Linked DNA regions of Mus musculus: region 1 is linked to region 2. The links are chromatin contacts, called in public Hi-C maps. All regions are on one chromosome and are shown on one strand. Each heading gives the region's core, a stretch centred on a gene start, on an enhancer-like site or on the middle of the called end of the contact. The rest is flanking DNA. Distances are from core to core; before and after follow the strand shown.

What was found. A called contact is a pair of places that touch in the nucleus more often than the background predicts.
Region 1: a contact with region 2 is called in a Hi-C map of CD8 T cells, with 7 times the contacts expected there. The contact joins the promoter of Fam120c here to the promoter of Psmd10 in region 2. A contact is called at or near these places in 1 of 39 promoter capture datasets (the HPC-7 cell line) and 3 of 484 Hi-C or Micro-C datasets (CD4 T cells and CD8 T cells).

What each region holds. Positions count from the first base shown.
Region 1 is chrX:151,342,356-151,345,861 of GRCm38.p6, reverse strand. Fam120c (family with sequence similarity 120, member C) reads right to left here and starts at 1,639. Exons shown (of 16, transcript NM_198105.2): 1 at 926-1,639. The coding sequence starts at 1,612.
Region 2 is chrX:140,954,544-140,958,044 of GRCm38.p6, reverse strand. It overlaps Psmd10 (proteasome (prosome, macropain) 26S subunit, non-ATPase, 10), which reads left to right and starts at 1,334. Exons shown (of 5, transcript NM_016883.4): 1 at 1,334-1,491. The coding sequence starts at 1,378. It overlaps Atg4a (autophagy related 4A, cysteine peptidase), which reads right to left and starts at 1,138. Exons shown (of 13, transcript NM_174875.5): 1 at 1,074-1,138. The coding sequence starts at 1,083.

The DNA.
Region 1 (3,506 bases), core at 390-2,889, about 10 Mb before region 2:
GTGGCTCAACTACTCAGAGGCTGGCCTTCGGTTTAAACCCATGGAGCCTCATGAACTTGGTATTTCTTTTTGCCTCTGCCCGATTGCTTCAACCTCTTTAATTAAACAACCTCCTCCAAAACCTGTGAACCATTCAGATCTAGCCCATTCTCCAAGTCTATCTTTTTCAGGAAGTTTCCCAGGACCATTTTAACCCACAGATTATCACCCCACCCACCTACCCAAACTGGCAACTTACATACCAGAAAACAGAATCACCATGCATATTTACACCAGCAAGTAAATGCTGCGCATTTGATCTTTCAAAGCCAAGAATGGCGTCTTGGGGTTTTTGAGAGCCCCTCCCCGCACCCCCAACCGTCTTTGAAACCCCCTACTGAGCGTGTTCATCTTCCTGAATAGTGACTCAATCAGTGAATTGTTTGGGCTAAGGCATGCCAAGATAAAAGCATGTTGAAATGAAAAGGGCTCAATGGATGGGGAAAAAAGAAGTACTAGGTGTCAAATGGGGGAAAATTATAGAACAAAGGTGTTCGACTAACATCTGTTTTATTTGCCATGGGGTTGAAAACAGATATAGGGGAGGGAATGTCAACTGGAAAATGAAGAAAAAACATATTTCAGTTTGAGGGGGATGATAGCAAGAGAAACATGAAGCCCGGAGGAATTTTGAGTCAATTCTGCTAGAACCAACAGGTAGGCCAATTGTGTGAGTAAAGGGGGTTACGGGGATGGCATGGCTAGAGATACAATCATGTAGGTAAGGGAATTAATAGGCCATATGACGGGGGCACGAGGGGATAAAATGGTCGCCAGTAAGTTAGCTGACTGAGTGGGTGGCAGGTAGGTCGGTGAATGGTTAGGTGTTTAGTCTGGAAGGAACAGGTGTGGGGCATTTCATTTAAAAATCTAACCCCTCCCTCACCTTGACCCGGAAGCGGATGAGTGCTAGCCTCACGCAGTGGCTCAGACAGGCAGGTGGCAGGAACCAGGCCCGCGGTGGAGGGGTGCCCTTGTTGCCCACGTGTCCCACGATCAGTTGCGCAGTCTGCCGCTCCGCCTGGCACCGACGGCCCCACTCGGCCAGTCGGTCCTTCCCCAGGCCCCCAGGGAACATGACCACCAGCTCCAGGCCGTCTCCGCCCGGATAGGCACAAGCCTGGCACAGCGCTGACAAGTAGCCCAGCATGGCATTCCACTGGCCGCCACAAACCCAATCCGTCTGGTAGCCACCATAGAGCCGCGGCAGCGCCGAGCCCGCGTCTACCAATACCCGAGCCCCAGGCAGCGGAGGGGGCGGCGGCGGATGCAGCCCTGGCGGCGCTTGGCCATGGTGGTGGAAATGGTGAGCAGGGTGATGGTGCCGAGACGGCCCCGCGCCCCCGGAGTAAGCACCAAAGGCAGCGGGCGGGAGCGGCGGCGGCGGCAGAGGAGCAGAGCCCCTGGTGATGCGTGGAGCCCCTGGCGCTAGGGCTGCTGGCGGCAGCTGGCGGTGCAGGTGCTGCTGCTGCTGCTGGCGCGAGACGGTGCGCGCGAGTTTGAGGAGGTCCACAGGCACCACAGCCCCGGGACAGCGCTTCTCCAGGAACTCTTGGAAGCCCTGGACGCCCATGCTTCCTCCGTGGGTAGAAGGAACAGCGGCTGCGCAAGCGGGCCAGTCGGCGATCCCCGCGCGAAGCTGGAGGCGGGCGCGTGCGCACTCCGCGGGGGGTAGGGGCGAGGGGGGCGGAGAGAGGGTTTGAGAACGGGAGGGGCGAGGGAACGTGGGCGGGGAGGGGAGGAGACCACAGACTGGGTGCGGGTGGAGAGCAGAGGTGAGGCTGACCAGACTCAGAAGAGGCTGGGAAGATAAAAGCGATGACAAAGTCGTAGTCACTCCTCTTTTCCCGTTCCCCTCCGCTGCTCTTCTTCACTGCTTCAAAGGGGGTGAAGCCTCTGCCTTCCACCTCCGGGAGCCATGTTGCCTCGTCTTCTCTGTGATACTCGCTTTCTAGCTGGGGGAGGGGTACAGGGGCGGGGCGGATGAGCATCCTGGGAGTTGTAGTCTTTTCCCGGATGGCCTCAGGATGCAGTCTTAGAACCAGAGGATCACACCTGTCAGGCCTTGATGCTCATAGTGTCAGAAGAAGCGGGCCAAGAAAATGTGTGTATAGGATTTGTACCAGAACTCCTAGTATCCAACCGAGTTGCCTCAGGATATTATACCACCATGCCCAGGGAAAGAAATGGAGATGATGCATCATGGGAAAGGAAGTACTGTGGATTAGTAGAATTTGGCTAAAGTGAGCTAAAGTTCCCTGAAAGGGAGAAATTTCCCTTCCATTGAAAAGATGATATGCACAACTTTTAACGAAAGGAGAAGAACACATATGATACATAAAAACCGCTAACATCTACTGTCATACTTTGAAGAGTTATCCACCTTACAAATGGTAAAACATTTACTTAAGACAATGAATGCATAGACAAAATGAAATTGCCTATAATTTGCCTCAGGATCTCTGGTCAGGGAGATTAAACACCCACTCAAATTCAACTACAACTTGGACCTTATTGGTACTCACTAAGCTATGCCATATGGTTAGGGGATTTTTTTTGTTTTCCAACCTACTAAATGTGTCCATGTGGGAACAATTCAAAATAGCTGCAAAGGTTCTAATTTGATCACAGTCTTTTGAAAAGTACATTTCAGCATGCTTCTCCAATGAAATCCATGTAGAGTCTGTCTTCTGTCAAGTTTTAGGGCCCATTACTTCAGCCAGACTACAGCAGAAAACAAGATCTGCATGCAGAGTAGTTGTATCTATCTGGCTTGGAATTTACAGAACATAAAAGAGCAGAACCCCAGGAATGACATCAGAATGGTTTGATAGGATGAAACCAAAAACAGGTTGCAAATTCCAAACCGGGTTTGTCATAAGAGTAGTAGATCCAGAATAGCAGGGATGGGAGACAACATGAAAGGCAAGGGAGAGGGAGGTGGGGGGTGTATAGGGGACTTTCGGGATAGTATTTGAAATGTAAATGAAGAAAATAGCTAATAAAAATTGTTTTTGAAAAAAAAGGGAAAGGCAATAGCTTGAAGGCATGAAAGATGAAGAGAATAGATGTTTTTAGTAAACTGTGCTTACTAGAGAGTTTGTCCAGCATCCCTTTCCTAAAAATTAGCCTTCTCATTGTTAACTTGATAAGATTACTGCAAAAACTGTTGTCTTAGGCATGATGGTATGTGCCTGCAATCTTAGTACTCAGGAAGTTGACATGGGACAGTCACCTTAAGTTCTAGGCCAGCCTAGGCTACCCAGTGATTTCAAAGAACCAAGGAAGTAAATAAATCCTATCATGTTCACATTTGCTTGTAATGCCATATTTTAACTGAGTGTGTTGGCTTACATCTATAAACCCAGCATTCAGAAGGTCAAGGCAGGAGGATTGCCACAACTTTGAAATTATTATTTTCCAGGTCAGCCTGAGATAAGAACTAAACAAAACAAACAGTAAAGAAA
Region 2 (3,501 bases), core at 85-2,584:
CGTTCTCTTAGTATTTCTGTGTTAAAAATAAATTTCACTGGGGTCTGGAAAGATGGCTCAGGGTTTAAGAGCACTGGTTGCTCTTCCAGAAGACCTGAGTTCAATTCTCAGTACACACATGGCAACTCACACTGTCTAACTCAGATCTCAGAGGATCCAACATTCACACGGTGTACAGACACACATGCAGGCAGAAAACACACTCACACAAAATTTTAAAAAGCTAAAAGCATTATATAAACACATACTCCACTATTATTATATCCCGAATTTCATCAATTAACATTTGTCATAACTTGTGTTCTCGAGTTGGTTTTATCATCTGTCCTGCAAAGCTTAAAATAACTATGATCTGGCGTTATATAAAAAGTTTGCTAAGCCCTGTTCTATACCATAACAAAGGAGACAAACTTCATCAGTCACTTTAAAAAATATATCTTTAACATTTTTCTAATGTCTTTTTTGATATTTTCTATAAAAGATAAGCCTTGCATCTCTTCTGCTGCAGCACTATTTGGAAATTCACCTTTAAAAAAAAATCCACATTGTTAGCTTAGCAATCTAGCAAAGTCTCGATGGTAATTGCCATTACCATGTTATTAAAGTGACAACATCATATACCCTGATATCCCTAAGGTGACCGCTGTTACTCACTGAGGTCTCTTAGGTATCTAGTGGCTCCTATGGCATCACACCCTGTCTTTAGCATCATTCTGGCACATCACCTCTGTATGGTGTAATGTATAACCTGTGTTGTAGCAGAGCCTTACTCTGATGCCACTCCGGAGAAATGCCAGAGTAACTAGCCTGTGCTTCTTTCCACTCCTTAAACAGTGGTAGGGAGGGGGAGGGTAGCTACAGTCAATGGTTCAAGCTCAGAGGTAGTACTCTGCTCCAACTCTGTCCCTTCCGCCTGCCACTGCAAGTGAGGGCCCCGAGGGACAAGATCTGTAGGATCCCAGAACTCTCTTGCGCTGCTACAGTTTTCATTTCATGTGGCCAACTTACTGGCCCACCAAAGACCACCCACCCTAGCTTTTTCACACAGTACTACCAGAAGCCGCTCCCATTACCTGACTCCATTCTCCAGCTGTCATCCTGGGCCAATTCCACCGGCAACTTGACTACGGCTTTCTCTAAGGATTCTGGGACTTGTAGTTCCACTTTGCTAGGACCCGGAACTGAGTGACTTCCAAAGACGCCTCCAGGCCTGGATCTGCTTTCAAACTGCAACTCCCAGAAGCTCCAGGCTATGGGCGGGGCTACAAGGAAAACAAAGATCAGTGATTGGAGAATTTCTAGTACTTTGATTGGTCGCCGGAACAGGAAATGCGAGTGGGCGGGGCTTGAGTTTCACGGAGGTCTTGGGAAGGCGAAATGGAGGGGTGTGTGTCTAACATAATGATCTGTAACCTGGCCTACAGTGGGAAGCTGGATGAGTTGAAGGAGCGCATTTTGGCTGATAAATCTCTGGCTACTAGAACTGATCAGGTAAACCAGCCCGAGGGCTTGTCGCCTAGCAGCGGGTGTCAACGAAGCCCTACATGGCTTCCGGGTCCTAACTTGGTGTGAGGCCACTTCTGCGCTCCTCCCGCCCACTCCTCCCTCTAGTAGCCTTGGGTTAAAACACGACTCCTGGTCCAACTGTAACCCCTCAGAGACTTTGGGACAGGGTGGGGAGGGGAAGCTAAGCTTGCTGAATTTCATATATTTCTAGAACACCCACCGCTTTTCTCAGAAATTTCCAGAGTTAAGAGACAGCGCGATGGAGATCTGTGAAAAAAGCTTGTTAGGTGGATTTTTCTTTAGTTGTAATCCCAGTCAGTGGCCCACGAGTAACCAAATGCCCTTTGTGTGTATGTCAGGAAGTTTGAGAGGAGCTGGGAATTTCAGTCAAGTCGGAAAAAAACAGGCATAAATGAAATAACGGTACATGTCTTATTACATATTTTAAATCCCCCAGAAAGAAGTTTACATCATTTCAGAACATAGAAGGAGAAGACATGATAGGAATAGTTGGGAAGGGCTTTGTATAGAAGGGGAGGTGATTTACACTGTGAAGAAAGAATGGGGTTCCATGTGGGGCGAGTGAACTGTGGCAAACAAAAGAGAATGGACATTGGGAAGTATTTCTGTTCAGATCAACTAAGTCTCAGGTTTTTATTGTGACTTTCCAAATCATAGGTTGCCTTCTGTGTTGAGAGGCAAGTGTTAAACATTAGTAAGACAGTACATCATACTTCAGAACTTCCATGTTGTCTCTTTTAGAAGAGAAATCGGAGAGACTGCTTTTTTTTGTCCTGGAATTTTCCTTTATTACTCAACAGTAGAATTCCCCTATGTTCACCGCGTTTGCTTTTGTGATGGTCTGGTGATGTGGTTTAAATTTAATAACGTGTATTAAGACTTAATCCACTAAAAATAAGGAGTCAGTGACATAAAAGAGACTGCTAATCAGGATTAAGAAGTTAAATACAACAACCAAATGCAATTAATTTATAGACTTTATTTGCATCCAGATGTAAACCACCTGGAAATGGGCTTATAGGAGACTATTGGTTTTAAGTGGGATAATTTTTTTTACTTTATGTAAATTTTTTGTTGTTATTTAAGATATGATCTCCCTATGTAATCCAGGCTGTCCTTCCAATGAAGATCCTCCTGTCCAGCCTCCCAAGTTCTGGAAGGTTTGCATTACCACCATGACAAAGAGTTAAGGAATGTCACTTTAAAAGGTCCAATAATGATCTTGTGCTTGTTTGTTTTACAAAAGTGATTTTATTTTTTAGGTGCTGAAATAATTAGAGGTGAACAGTCATGGCCTTTAGGATTCTGTTTTAAAGAAACCTCGGCAGGACTGCAGAGGTGGCCCAGTGGTTAGGAACACATACCTTCCTTTTTTCCCAACTTCCTGTAACTCCAGCTGCAGGGGGATTCATTGCATCTGGCCTCCCCACGCCCATGTGGTCACACGCACATACCCATCCACATGCACACAGTTCAAAGGGAAATAAAACGTTTGAAAAGAAAATTCAAGTAATAAAATCTAGAAGTAAATATGGCAAGATTTTGGTTGTTAAGGCTAAGGAATAGGGCATGTGATCGCTGTCATATCTCCTCTATTTTATGTGTATTTGAAATTTTCATAAAGTTGAACGGCTGACTGGGGACACTGACAGGGAAGGCTGTGGACACTTGTGGCTCCTTTCCTGGGTACCAACAGCATCTCCTCCCAAAGAGACACCTCCCTAAGTGTCATTTAAAGGCTGTATAAACACTCTTATACATACACTCTCATACACTCGCATTCACACTCATACACATACACACAATACACACATACATACAACCATCACTTTATATTTACTCAGGACTAAGAAGAACAGCAATAGGCACAAATAGGAACTGTCTTTAAGAATCATGATACTTAACTTAAAAAATAATAATTTTGTTGCACTGATTCTGTGGGGTGTGTTATAAAATACTCTCAACTATTTGTAT